Regions from separate parts of the Mus musculus genome. Here regions 1, 2 and 3 are each linked to region 4. The links are chromatin contacts, called in public Hi-C and HiChIP or PLAC-seq maps. All regions are on one chromosome and are shown on one strand. The core of a region is the stretch at or near the end of the contact, and the rest is flanking DNA. Distances in the headings are between cores, read along the strand shown.

Region 1 (2,902 bases), core at 42-2,541, 650 kb before region 4:
TCAGAATGCAGCAAGGAGTCATTACAATGCCCTGACCATGAATGGGAGGTGGAAGAATTACTCTAACATAGTGAAACACCCTTCACTATGTAGTAGTTGGCAGCTACTTTAACCCATTTACATTAGCTTCTGAGGATATCTTAATCCTCAGAATACAGAAGTGATAGGATTGGAAGTTTATTGATTTCAACTTGCCAATTTCTTGTAAAATATCTGTATGTTTTCACCTGGTCTTCTTGGAACCTCATGTGTTAAAAGGAAGGGAGAAGATTGGTGAGTAAATATGGGGTGTGTTTGGGACTGTGTAGGACGTAAAACCATGGCAGGAAGTTTGATAAGGTAGAGCAGGTCAAGACCCAGAGACTAGGTGGGCACATGCCTGAGGCTGAGGTAACTCCCAGCTCCCTGCCAGACTCCTGACTTGGAACACATGCCATGCTTCTCACATAAAAGAGACTTGTCCCAAAATAGAGTTCTTCATGCTAATGAGGTATCTAGAGGCCCAGAGGGCTTAGTCAGTCAGCTTCCCTTTCCAGACATTCCTTCCTGCCAAAGGTATTTCATCTCAGGCCCACCCTGAGAAAGGGGCCATGGTTTTACACATCCACTTTCCGTCATGACAATAAGCTGTTTAGAACCATGGACTGCTTCTTTTTCACCAAGATCCACCTTGGGGAGCCATGAAGAAGGCCTTTGCCTACAGAGTGGCAGCTTAATCTCCTGTGGAAGGCCTCTCTGTGCTCCCAGCTGCAACCCCCTCCCCCCACCCACCCTGCCTACAACCCAACAGGAGTGCATTCTGTGATGCACTGCAGAAAAGTATGTCAGGATATAAAAGCAGAAAACCAGGCTGAGAAATGCTGGAATGTATTAGTACTGAATTTATTACTGTTTCTTCTTATTCTCCTCATGTTTGAGATAATGTGTTTTCTATTTTCTGTTTTGATCTTAATCTTTAAAGGTAGAACAATTTAGTGTCTTCTACTCCATGAATTACAACTGGTTTTTAATTTCTCCGTTAGGATTCCTGAGGAAGTTTTTTTTTTTTTCTTAGAATCTTTAAGTTTGGAAATATAGGATATTGGGAAAAAAATAATCATAGTGCTTAGAGAAAGAAGTGGAGAAGGGAAAACTTCCAAGTCTGGGAGAAGGGGACACCCGCCTCGGCACAGCACACACTCGGAACTGGGGATTTTGGCAGTAGTTTCAGAGGTTTTAGTTCAGTCTCTCATATCCCAAATGTGGAGCAGATGCCAGGTTTTTTCTCTCTAGGGCTCTGATAATGGCATATAATGAGTGGTTGTTTCCTAGCAACTAGAGAAGCAGTTCATTTTAGCTGATCCTGCAACAGGAATGAGACATTTCCCCTTGATAGTTGGTATTAGTGATTTCCCTGACAATGGAATTTCACTTTTGAATAAGGAATGCTCTCAGCCCTTGGTTTCCTAAAGAATTTTTCCTTTGAGTTGGGCTAAACTCTGCTTAATCCTGTATAAAATGAAAAAAGAAAATGTTTGAACTCCCCTAAGTACCTCTCCTGGGAAGGGCCAAACGAGTTTGATACGTAGTTTTGCAAATGGCAAGTGATTATACAAGAAGCTATAATAGGCCTGTTTTTCCCAGTGTTTAATTAACAACCAAGTTCTTTTCTGTATTTAATGTTTGCAAGAATAGAGGTTTATTAGGTAATGGCTAATGTCTTGTGGAAATAAGTATATATAAAGTTTTATTAGCAGTACTATTTCATATGAAGTGTACATAGCAAAAGCATGCATTATCCGGTGATGCAAGCTGTTTTCTCTATCATATTCATTATTCTACCCACAGATCACAGGTAGGCACTTATCAGAGTTCAGTTTAAGGTTAGTAGTTGTAAGTATTTGCATTTAACTGAGTCAAGTTCTAAAATTCTTCTTGTTGGGCAGTCGTGATAACTGCAGGAATCTGTGACTGTGGCCACAAATGGTGGCAAGAAGACATTGCAACACATGAGTTTCTTTGTTGTCATTCATAGTTGGCCAGTTTCTAAGGAGATTATTCATTTTTCTTCTTTTGACATATAAATAATAGAAAGTACTTTGTTATACAGTAAGTTTCAAAGGCTCTTAGACAATTAGGCCAAGAGATACAGTATTAAATGACATTTTAAGACAATTAAGTTAGTTAGTTCTGTCTAAGCACACCAAGAAGATGTATTGTCTTTCAGGGCACCTGTTCTCTGAGAATGCATTCACTTGCAGGTGAAGTCACTGGGTGTCATTGTGGTCAGTTGATATCTCACCATATTCATTCTTTATCAGGTGCTCATCATGTTTAAAAGTGATTTGATGGATCTCTGCGAAGCATTTAGAATTAAGAATACTACAATCCTCTGCTCTACCAGTTGAGTAGAGCTATTGGGGTAACAGTTATGGTGGAGCACCCAGAAACTGGAGTGTGGCTAGTAATCTCACAGGTGCCTCAATAACACTTGAGTTACATTAACTGGATAATGCTACATGTTATCCTGGCAGGGTAGCTGGCAGAACAATAAATCCTTAGGTAGAAAGGAAGAAAGGAAGAAAGGAAGAAAGAAAGAAAGAAAGAAAGAAAGAAAGAAAGAAAGAAGAAAAGAAAAGGAAAAAGAAAAGAAAAGAAAAAAGAAAAGAAAAGAAAAGAAAAGAAAAGAGGAGGGAGGGAGGGAAGGAAGAAAGAAAGAGGAAAAGAGACTGAGGGGGAGAGTCTACAAAGGTCAATGTGGGTAATGAGTGGGAAAGGAGGTGGCACAATTACAAAAAACGTATTTTTACATATGTTATATGTATATGCTATCTTTTAACATGTATATGATGATTTTAAAAATAAAAATATACCCCCCCAAACCAAGACAAACAAACAAACAAACAAACAAACAAAAAGAATT
Region 2 (2,824 bases), core at 47-2,546, 550 kb before region 4:
GCCAGCTGTCAGGGAGGAGGCTTCCAGGTCAATTGCAACTTAATTTTAAGTTCTGTTCTGAAGTATGTGGTGTCTTCAGCATTTAGGTTCTTACCTTCATGTTCTGGGAGGCAATCAAGGGAAACAGTAGTGTCCAATGTTGCTTGAGGTATCTTTTGGAGTCCCCTGACCAACAATTCAAAGTTTCCATGCTTGGCACCAGGGCTTTTGTTAGATAGCCTTTGGTTCTTGGTAAAAACATTTTACCCTTTGTGGCATAACTTCATGTAAGTTATTTATATGTGTTTATACACTATCCTCCTTAGGGTTATTATTGCTGTGAGGAAACACTATGACCAAAAACAAATTGGGGAGGAAAGGGTTTATTTGCCTTACACTTCCACATCAATGTTCTTCAAAGGAGGAAGTCAGAGCAGGAACTCAAGCAGGTCAGGAATCTAGAGTCAGGAGCTAATTCAGAGGCCATGGGGGCATGGGGGTGGGTGCTGCTGCTTAGTGGCTTCTTCTTAGTGGTCATCCCATGGTATGAGCATCTCCAAATGTATATGTACTAATAGTAGTTTCAAATAAACATAGAATCCTGTTTCCCCATGGAGTTTTCAATCATCCTTGGTGTTCTCTATTCCTTTTTCCCTCTTGCTTAGCGTTTCCCTCCCTCTACTGACTCCAGGTAAACTCTCCCTTCTATCGTCTCATTTCCCTTTTTATATCTTTAGAGATGAGTCTGTTACCTGGAGTAACCACAGAAAGCTGGGTAGTAGAACATCAGACCCCACCTTTTAAAGGTCCTATATCACCCTAGTACCACCATTAGATTAGGCCTCTAGTAAGTAAGTCCTTTGGAGGACACACGTACAGACCATAAAAACATGAACCTGTATCGTGTAATGAGATACAAATAGTAGACAAGAATAGTTGAGCAAGAATGCACTTATGTACTGTGGCTAGAGTTCAGAGCAGTCTTTAGAGCTAATACAATAGAGAACACCCTGTGTAGTGGGTAAATTGTGAGGGAGAAGATTGGGAGGAAACAACCCACAAAGCTCCTTGTTCCTCTATGGAAAAAACAGTCTAGGTTTGAGAGGCAGTCCTTACTTCCACTTAATAAGATAACTGGGGCAGTCAGGTTAAACAGGGGCAAGGTTTAGAAATACAGTTAGGAGCAAATGCTAGATCATACAGTCATAGGAGGCCTTGGAAACAATATAATACACACTCCAGTTTTACAGTCAAGAAAACTGAGACCTAGGGTGTTTCTGAGTTTCTTGCCCAAGATTAGTCACAGCTAGATGGGGCCAGAGCTAGGATTAATTCCTTCCACATGACTGTATATGGAAATATATTAATAACAGGGCTGAGGAGGTGGCAGATTGTGGAAATACTTTGTATGTGTAGAGAATAATTTTTGCAGAGATGTGATTAATCATCTTTTAAAAGAAAGAACTATGGTCTAGCTTTTGGGTTGTTAACCAGAGAAATTAATAAAAGAAAGCAGGAATGCTCCATGAAACTGTTTTAAGACTAGAATGATCTGTCTAATGGCACAAGGAAACAACCTTCCTGGCATCTTCTGAGGCATTTTATTAATAATCATAAACATAGTAGCGGATTTTTTTAATAGCACCTCTTTTTAGATGCAAGGCATCATAACAGATATCAGTGTCTAGCAGTGGTGTAGTACTGCAACCCTCAGAAATGGTATTACTGTGCCATTTGTGAGAAAGAAATTGAAGCCAACGTGGTCACACAGCCCATCAGCTATAGGATCAGATTTTTAATCCTTATATATTTTTATCTCAAAGTTGATAATAGATAAGACCTCTTCTTCTAAAGTTACTGCTAGATAGAAAATAAATAAATAAAAGTTTAATAAAGACGTACAACCAAAACTTTAAAAAAAATATCAATGACATTCAAATTATTGATATTTTGATGAGAAGAAATGTTGATTCCAAAAGAGTTTGTGGGTTCCTGTTGGAGAAATGCCATGGGATATTGCTTGTTGTAGCTTGCTCTGCTTGTCTCCCCGTTTGTGTGCTGTGTCACTTGGTGGTCCTGCTCTTTTCCCTTACCTGGCCCTTCCCAGGACCTTCAGACAGTAGTCTGTGGCACCACTTCACCTTTACTTCACCTAATCAGGTATTAGTTGCTAATCTCTCCTCTATTTTTATTTGCTCTGATAGACTGTCTGTCTGGGCTCTGAAATGCTGTGTTTTTGTGTATTAAACTGTAAGCTGTGTGATACTGGTTATTGGAGTATCTAAACCACAGAATTCATGAAGGTCACAGAATCCACTAATCATACCAAGTCTTTGCATTTCAACAAACACTCTCCCAGGGCCATCTGTGTGTACAGGGTCCCCATCACTCAATGTTGACTCCATTCAAGCCTGACCAGTCTGCATCCACATTTCTACCATAGCCCTTCACTTTACCGGAACCAACCCATCAATTACTGTGTGAGTTTTTCAGAACACAAACTTTTAAAACCCAGCTTAGGAATTGGCTCTTTCTGGCCATCTGTATTGCTTCTCCTTGTCTTCCACTTCTCCACCCTTCACATCACGTTCACCACTCCCTCTTCCTGTCGCTCAGTAGAGCTTCAGGACTCCATGCACATCCTCTGTGTTAGCACCGAGTACTCTGTGGCAGTCCTCGGTTTTTTCTGGTGTACCAGTTAGACCCCTGACTTCTGGGTGGCTGGCCCCATAAGTGTCTCATCAACACGCGTCTGAATAACGAGGTTGCAATGCTCTGGCTGTGCTGCTCAGTCAGCTGTGATTTCAGAAGCCAGGGGTCAAAGGCAGGAAAGGAAACTTGCGTA
Region 3 (3,079 bases), core at 7-2,506, 990 kb before region 4:
AGCTTGCTCTCCTAAGCCAAAGCAAGCTGCCCTTTCATTAGTGGTCTGACATCTTATTAGCAAACAAAATTGCTTAAGGCTTTGTCTTAGTGTCATTGTTCCATCTGGACTCAAGACGCAGCAAACCTAGCTTCAACCAACAGAAGGAACTCGATGTACTTAGATGTACTCGATAGTCACAGGCTTCAAGATCTGAGTAAGACATGTTTATTCTTGAAAGAATCCACTGAAATCCCTCCTTCTCGACTATTAGTTTTCCTCCTATAACCTGTGTGAAGTCGTGGGGGGATTTTTCTCGCCCCCACCCTGCAGTTTTCAGTGTCAGAAAACAAAGCACAGAATCTTCTCATAGTGGTGTCTTCAATAAGCCTAACATGCAACATCAATTAAATTACAGATTATTTTAGTACTAAGACAGTTCCGTTTCCTCTTTGGCCTGTTTTACGGAGGAAAAAGTACCTGCTCCAATCAGAGATTGATTTCTGATGGGTAAACAGAAACACGTTAGGGGGACTAGTTTTAGTTCTTAAATTCCAGTTCACAAAATGAGCCCCACCCCCACCCCCCGCAGGGCCAATGCTTCAGCTCGGCTCTTCCTTTTCTTCCTAAACAGAGTCGAGAGCTTGCTTGTAGCCTCCTTTTTCTTTGGAATACTCCCCTTCCTTGTCCACCTCCTCCCAGCCTGGCGCAGCGCTCGGAAGGCAGGACTTTGGGAAAGTCGCGCCTTTCTAAAGGAGTGGGTGCTGTTTACAGGCTCCGGCTGCTGGCCCCGAAGGTGACTGGAGTCAAATGTAAACCTGGCGTTTATCTCTCGCAGTCAAACATGTTGTGCAACCGGGAGCAGTGGGCACTGTGTGAAAGGTTGTTCCGGCAGCAGCCCCAGGTTCAGGATTACTCAGCTCTTCACCCTGAGCTATGTGGGACCAAGATACTGGAGGTCACCTGTGATGGAAAGACCAACGGGCCAATGAGAGGAACCAGGAGGCGGGGAAACAGTTCTTGGCAAACATTGCGGCACAGGGCAGGACATCTGAAGGAAAGTTGTTTTGTGACCTTTATTGTTTCCCATGAAAACTTTCTCAGGCATGAAACCTTAGAAGTCAGAGCAGTTTCTGGCAATACTGGTTTATTGGGGGGCCAAAACATGCTTTTTTGTAAAAGCCATTTTTCTTCTTTTTCTTGAGTCAAGATCCATCATCCCATGCAGCCCAGGGTACCTGAGAGCTGAGAATGACCTTGAACTCTTGGTCTTGCGGCCACCCCCCATTGACAGGCATGTTCTGCCAGACCCAGCTAACAGTCTGTTTTCCTTTGGTAGTAAAATGTTTAACTATTAAAAAGAACATCATCAGGCCAGTCACCCATGCTTTGTATCCTGTGAGGCTGAGACAGGAGGCCTGAGAGTTTGAAACCTGAATTTGTATTTCTTTTTTCTTTCTTTCTTTTTTTTGGAGGGGGGTGTGGGCTTTTGAGACAGGGTTTCTCTGTGTAGCCCTGGCTGTCCTGGAACTCACTCTGTAGACCAGGCTGGCCTCGAACTCAGAAATCTGCCTGCCACTGCCTCCCAAGTGCTGGGATTAAAGACATGCGCCATCACTGCCTGGCTTGAATTTGTATTTCCAAAAACCAAATACAAATACCTAAACAAAACAACAGAAGAAAAATATAAGGAGAGATGTTTAAAATCCATTTTGCTAAGAACCAGCTCTATTATGGCTGAGGTCATCATATGCTTATTAGTTTTTGTCACTTTTGTTTTGGTAACTTAAAAGCCTTTTCTCCCTTACCATATTTTAAGCACTTAAATAATATTCTATTCATCATATTTTATAACAGGACTTTCTATAGACCTGCCAGCTATATAAATAATGTCAGAGGTTTGTTAATATTTTAAAGCTCAGGCCTTAGCTGGCAGTCTTGCAAGGACTCTATCCTGATTAATTCTGGCCTGCATCCTGCCCCATGGCCAGTTCTACCTTTCCGCCAGGGCTCTCAGTCCACCTCCGCACGTGCTGCTGAATCTCCTGTGTCCCAACTCTTCTCCCAGCGTCCCTATCTCCTACCTTCCACTTCCTGCTCAGCTATGGGCCTTCATTAAAGCCGATGAGATACAATTCTAGACTGCCTTAGGCAGGTGAGGGAGAACAAATATTTACAAAATATGAGACCAGTGATGGGCCAAGGAAATAACAATACCAGATCCTGCTAATGTTTAGCTCTCTGCAAGCACAGCATTAACACTTGAATATACAGAGAGACACACCTTCACATGATGAATCGCAACAATGTTTCACTTTAATAATTCACCCAAATAGATTGCTTTCATTCTGTTTCTATACATAACACCCAAATGAACATAGTTGAAATAAAGCTTCCTATAAGAAAAGTTGTAAGTTCAGTGCCTTATAACACATATAAAACCTATGTAAAGCTGGGGTGTGTGTGTGATGGCAAATGCCTTTAATCCTAGTGTTTGGCAGGTGGATCTCTGAGTTCAAGGCCAGCCTCGTCTACAGAGTGAGTTCCTGGACAGCTAAAGCTACACAGAGAAACCCTGTCTAGAAAAATAAGACAAAACCCCAACTTAACATACAGAATATATGGAGCCGGGCTTGATGGTGAATGGCTCTGATGCATGCTTCAAAGGAGAAGGTGATGTCGGAGGAACGGGAAGGAGTTCCAGGTTAGCCTTGCCTACATAGCAGTTTTGAGACTAGGCAGAGCTACATGAGACCCCGCCTTAAAAACAAACAAGCAAAAAGGTATATCTGAGTAGCTCCAAGAACAATAACAAAGAAACAGGAGAGGGGTCACACCAACTCACAAAATAAAACATCTCTCGTAACCCGGAAGTCCGCCTCTTGCTTTCCCTCACATCCTTCTTCTTCCACACCGATAACCGACAGCCTAAACGTTTTGTTTACCACATAAATGTTCTGGGTATTAGTTTCCCCTCAGTTAGAATCTGGTTGATGGGGAGAAGGCTTCGGGTTAGAAATGAACAGGACTCTGCCGAGGGCTTGAGTTCTGTTCCTAGCATCCACACTGAGCGGCTCACAACTGCCTGTAACTCACTTCC
Region 4 (2,946 bases), core at 310-2,809:
ATCTCTGTGGTTCTAATTATCGAAGGGCTTAAAGAAAGCAGAAGTTATTTGACCCGTGACTGGCCCTGCAGTCTGCTGGTGAGGGTATACGGTAACGCATGCTGCAGCAGAACTCAGATGTCCTAAACTGCAGATTATCATGCACAACCTTTCTTGGGTTGTCTTACACGTCAACAGGGAATTCCAAGGTCACGGCCACGAGCTAGGACGGATTCACATCCCCGTGCCTCTCGACTGCTGAATATATTCTACCTTCCTTTGCTTTTCCTGTAAATCCTTTCAGCATCCACTGGCTTAATTGGGGTGAATGGAGTCTGTGCCTCCCACTAGGGCAAATGTCTTGATTGAATAATTAGTGTTAATTGACACAGGCACCTCTGTCCAAGGTATGAAGTGTCTTCCTAGTTTATTTCATTATCTGTGTCTTTCTTCTCCATTTTACGGGATCCTGCTGACATTGCTACCTGACTGGATTGGCTAAAGTTAAAGCTGGGCATGCTGTTGCAGGACTCTGTTTGGAAACACAGATATTGCAGAGTGTTAGGAATCCTGGGGTATGACCTGGGCTAACAAATTATGAGCTCTAACTTGAAAAATGAGCCTTCAAAGCATAAAGCTTAGAAACCTTTGTTCTTACAAGAAATGTGACGTTTGACGTTTGTCACAGGTCCCTAGGCAGTCCATCCTGGACCTGGGGTTCTGAATTCTGCATTCTGAAGGTTTGTTGAGGATGAGAAAATGTCAGAGGAATCTGAAACCAGATCAAGCTGACCGATTAGCCAAATTATCCTCGAGCATCTACCGTAGAGGCGAGGGCTTTTAATCAGGAGCCCTGAGGTGTCTCCCTCCAGCTTTGGATCCTCTCCAGAGAGCAGCCAGGAAAAGCTTTCCCAGTGTGGAAAGCTCCCAGGGGAGATGTGGCCATGGTGGGACAATACCCAGGAAGGGCTCATCTGAGAGCCCCAGAGTAGCAGCTTGGGGAGTAAGAGCCTGAGCAGACAAGCAGGCCAGGCCACAAGGAGGAGAGATACACTAGCATTTCCTACAAGTGCCTTCTCTGTGACTGTTGTCATTAAAAGGGCTTGTTGTATCGGAGTGGGGGGGGCTTTAGCTATGGAACCATGAAACTTAATTCAGAAGAGACGGTGGGACAGCAGACTGATCTCTGTAATGTAAATGGCAGCTCTTCTGCTGAAAGCCATTGTGTCAACCGCTTGAGAACGTGGCAGTGACTTGGCAGGGAGATGGCAGAAAGGTTCTCTGGACCAACTGTCTCCTGCAGCTGTGAAAGACACACAGCCTGGCTGCCAAATGGTGAGCCCTTTTGTGCTCCGGCTGAGTTTCATTCACTCCTATGGCAACTTGAGGTTCAGCGTTCAGGAATATTAGTTTGGTCTGGACCATCGCCATCTCTTAGCAACCAAGGGAGATAGAAATTACCAGCTGGGTAATTTGATACTGGGAACCCGAAGGTCATGAAAATGGGGTATAATGGCTGTTTGTATTGAAGGGGGAGGAGGGAGGGGGGAATATGATGTAATCCTGATGTGTAGAAATGTTTGGAATGCCACAGAGATTACAAAGGAAAATCCAGTTCAAACTGGACTCTGTCTCACTCAGAGCGATTCAAGTTGGGCCAAGGAGCTCCTTTAAGCATGTATATTTTTGCTCAAATAAAAACCCCTTTGGGGTTTTGGAACTGCAGTATAGAAAATAGTTTACTCTGTATTAATTTTCTCTGAGGTTGACCCGTAGCTTAATTTACATTGAGTTTCGAAACAGTGATTTCGAGTAACATAAATAACAGGTTAGGGTTCTATTGCTCTGACTTCTGAAGGCACTGGGCCAGGGATGAGGATTGGGCTGGGAGAATGGGCAAGGGGAGACAAAAGTTGCTACAGATCTGCTTCCTGGATGCTCACACTGGCTCTAGCCCACAAGCGCACCAGCTCGTCAAGGAATTGCATGTTGGGAAACTAGAAACTGCAAAGCAGAAGCCAAAGGAAATTCTTGATAACAAGTTGTTTTCCTTTTCCCCTGGGCCCAGTGAAGGGACCATCTGTTTTTCAAACTAGAAAAGCCAGAAGATGCAGTGTTTGCTCCTGGAACGAGCCAAATTGTCATAATCTAATCAAAATTCCAAAGGATGAAGGGAGAAAGGAAGAGAGGGCTGGGGAAGCCAGGCGTGGCAGTTCCCTCGCTCTCTGCATTCCTGTAGATTCATCCAGCTGTTTTAGCAAACCAGCCTGGACAAGATGCATTTGAAGGGAGTGCGAATTACAGCAAGGAGGACTGGAAAATCCAGGGTTTTGCATGACAGGTAGCGGCCTGGTCTTGTTCTCAGGGGAGCTTGTTCACCTGCTACGCACGTGGTTCTTGTGCTGGCACAGTGGGCAGAGCGCCCTGCTTTCCCTGTCTCGGTTCGTGGTTAGACTTATTTGGCACACTCTGTTACAGTTGGGTCATGGATCTAACGCAGACAGCGGAGCGCGCCTTGCTTTTTCAGCAGTGCTAGGAATGTTTAATTCCTTCCATGCGAAGAGGTTTGGCATTTGATTTTGTGACCCAACTTCAATGAGGTGAAGTAAAAAAAATTATTAACATAAAATAAATCTCTTTTTATATATCCACTTCCTTGTATCCTCAGCCCTCTGGTTCCCATATCCAGCCGACTTACAACAGTGGAGGCTGAAGCCCATGGATTCACTGTTTCTATAGGTCAGCAGCAACTTCATATTGGTTGCTATGCGTAGCATAGACAAGCAGTGCAGACAAACAAGTCCTCTGATATGGAAACACTGTAGGATTTTGAACTCTACCATTAGGATTCTCTGAGAAGAGAAGGTCTCAGGAGAGGTTCTCACCCTTCCCAATGCTACAACCCTTTAACACAGTTCCTCGTGTTGTGGGCGACCCCCGACCATAAAATTATTTTATTGCTACCTC

The links. A called contact is a pair of places that touch in the nucleus more often than the background predicts. HiChIP or PLAC-seq counts read pairs in DNA pulled down with a chosen protein or histone mark.
Region 1: a contact with region 4 is called in an H3K27ac HiChIP or PLAC-seq map of stem cell-derived neural progenitor cells, with 4 times the contacts expected there. The contact joins two enhancer-like sites. A contact is called at or near these places in 2 of 115 datasets of contacts at active chromatin or transcription factors (epiblast stem cells and stem cell-derived neural progenitor cells).
Region 2: a Hi-C map of the C2C12 cell line shows a contact between it and region 4, with 2.7 times the contacts expected there. The contact joins two enhancer-like sites. A contact is called at or near these places in 1 of 15 datasets of contacts at CTCF or cohesin (the NIH/3T3 cell line), 16 of 484 Hi-C or Micro-C datasets (the 3T3-L1 cell line, 3T3-L1-derived adipocytes, the C2C12 cell line and 12 more), 1 of 115 datasets of contacts at active chromatin or transcription factors (embryonic fibroblasts) and 1 of 9 other capture datasets (embryonic stem cells).
Region 3: an H3K4me3 HiChIP or PLAC-seq map of craniofacial prominence shows a contact between it and region 4, with 6 times the contacts expected there. The contact joins two enhancer-like sites. A contact is called at or near these places in 2 of 39 promoter capture datasets (cranial neural crest and frontonasal cranial neural crest), 1 of 15 datasets of contacts at CTCF or cohesin (the NIH/3T3 cell line) and 3 of 115 datasets of contacts at active chromatin or transcription factors (craniofacial prominence, embryonic stem cells and stem cell-derived neural progenitor cells).

What each region holds. Positions count from the first base shown.
Region 1 is chr12:52,185,875-52,188,776 of GRCm38.p6, forward strand. The region is part of intron 6 of Nubpl (nucleotide binding protein-like); the gene reads left to right. Among named protein-coding and RNA genes, the nearest start is that of Nubpl, 90 kb to the left of the region's middle. Within about 2 kb of position 1,292, at least 68 of the 459 cell types and tissues checked have an H3K27ac peak or open chromatin away from gene starts, as enhancers often do. A contact at or near this core is called in stem cell-derived neural progenitor cells, where this site is marked.
Region 2 is chr12:52,283,390-52,286,213 of GRCm38.p6, forward strand. The region is part of intron 7 of Nubpl (nucleotide binding protein-like); the gene reads left to right. Among named protein-coding and RNA genes, the nearest start is that of Gm40423, 77 kb to the right of the region's middle. Within about 2 kb of position 1,297, at least 15 of the 459 cell types and tissues checked have an H3K27ac peak or open chromatin away from gene starts, as enhancers often do. A contact at or near this core is called in the C2C12 cell line and embryonic fibroblasts, where this site is marked.
Region 3 is chr12:51,844,220-51,847,298 of GRCm38.p6, forward strand. Gm34894 (a long non-coding RNA gene) reads right to left here. Exons shown (of 3, transcript XR_381584.4): 2 at 1-942. Among named protein-coding and RNA genes, the nearest start is that of Gm34894, 6.1 kb to the right of the region's middle. Within about 2 kb of position 1,257, at least 392 of the 459 cell types and tissues checked have an H3K27ac peak or open chromatin away from gene starts, as enhancers often do. A contact at or near this core is called in the NIH/3T3 cell line and craniofacial prominence, where this site is marked.
Region 4 is chr12:52,834,077-52,837,022 of GRCm38.p6, forward strand. The region is part of intron 2 of Akap6 (A kinase (PRKA) anchor protein 6); the gene reads left to right. Among named protein-coding and RNA genes, the nearest start is that of Gm51971, 37 kb to the left of the region's middle. Within about 2 kb of position 1,560, at least 125 of the 459 cell types and tissues checked have an H3K27ac peak or open chromatin away from gene starts, as enhancers often do. A contact at or near this core is called in the C2C12 cell line, the NIH/3T3 cell line, craniofacial prominence and 2 more, where this site is marked.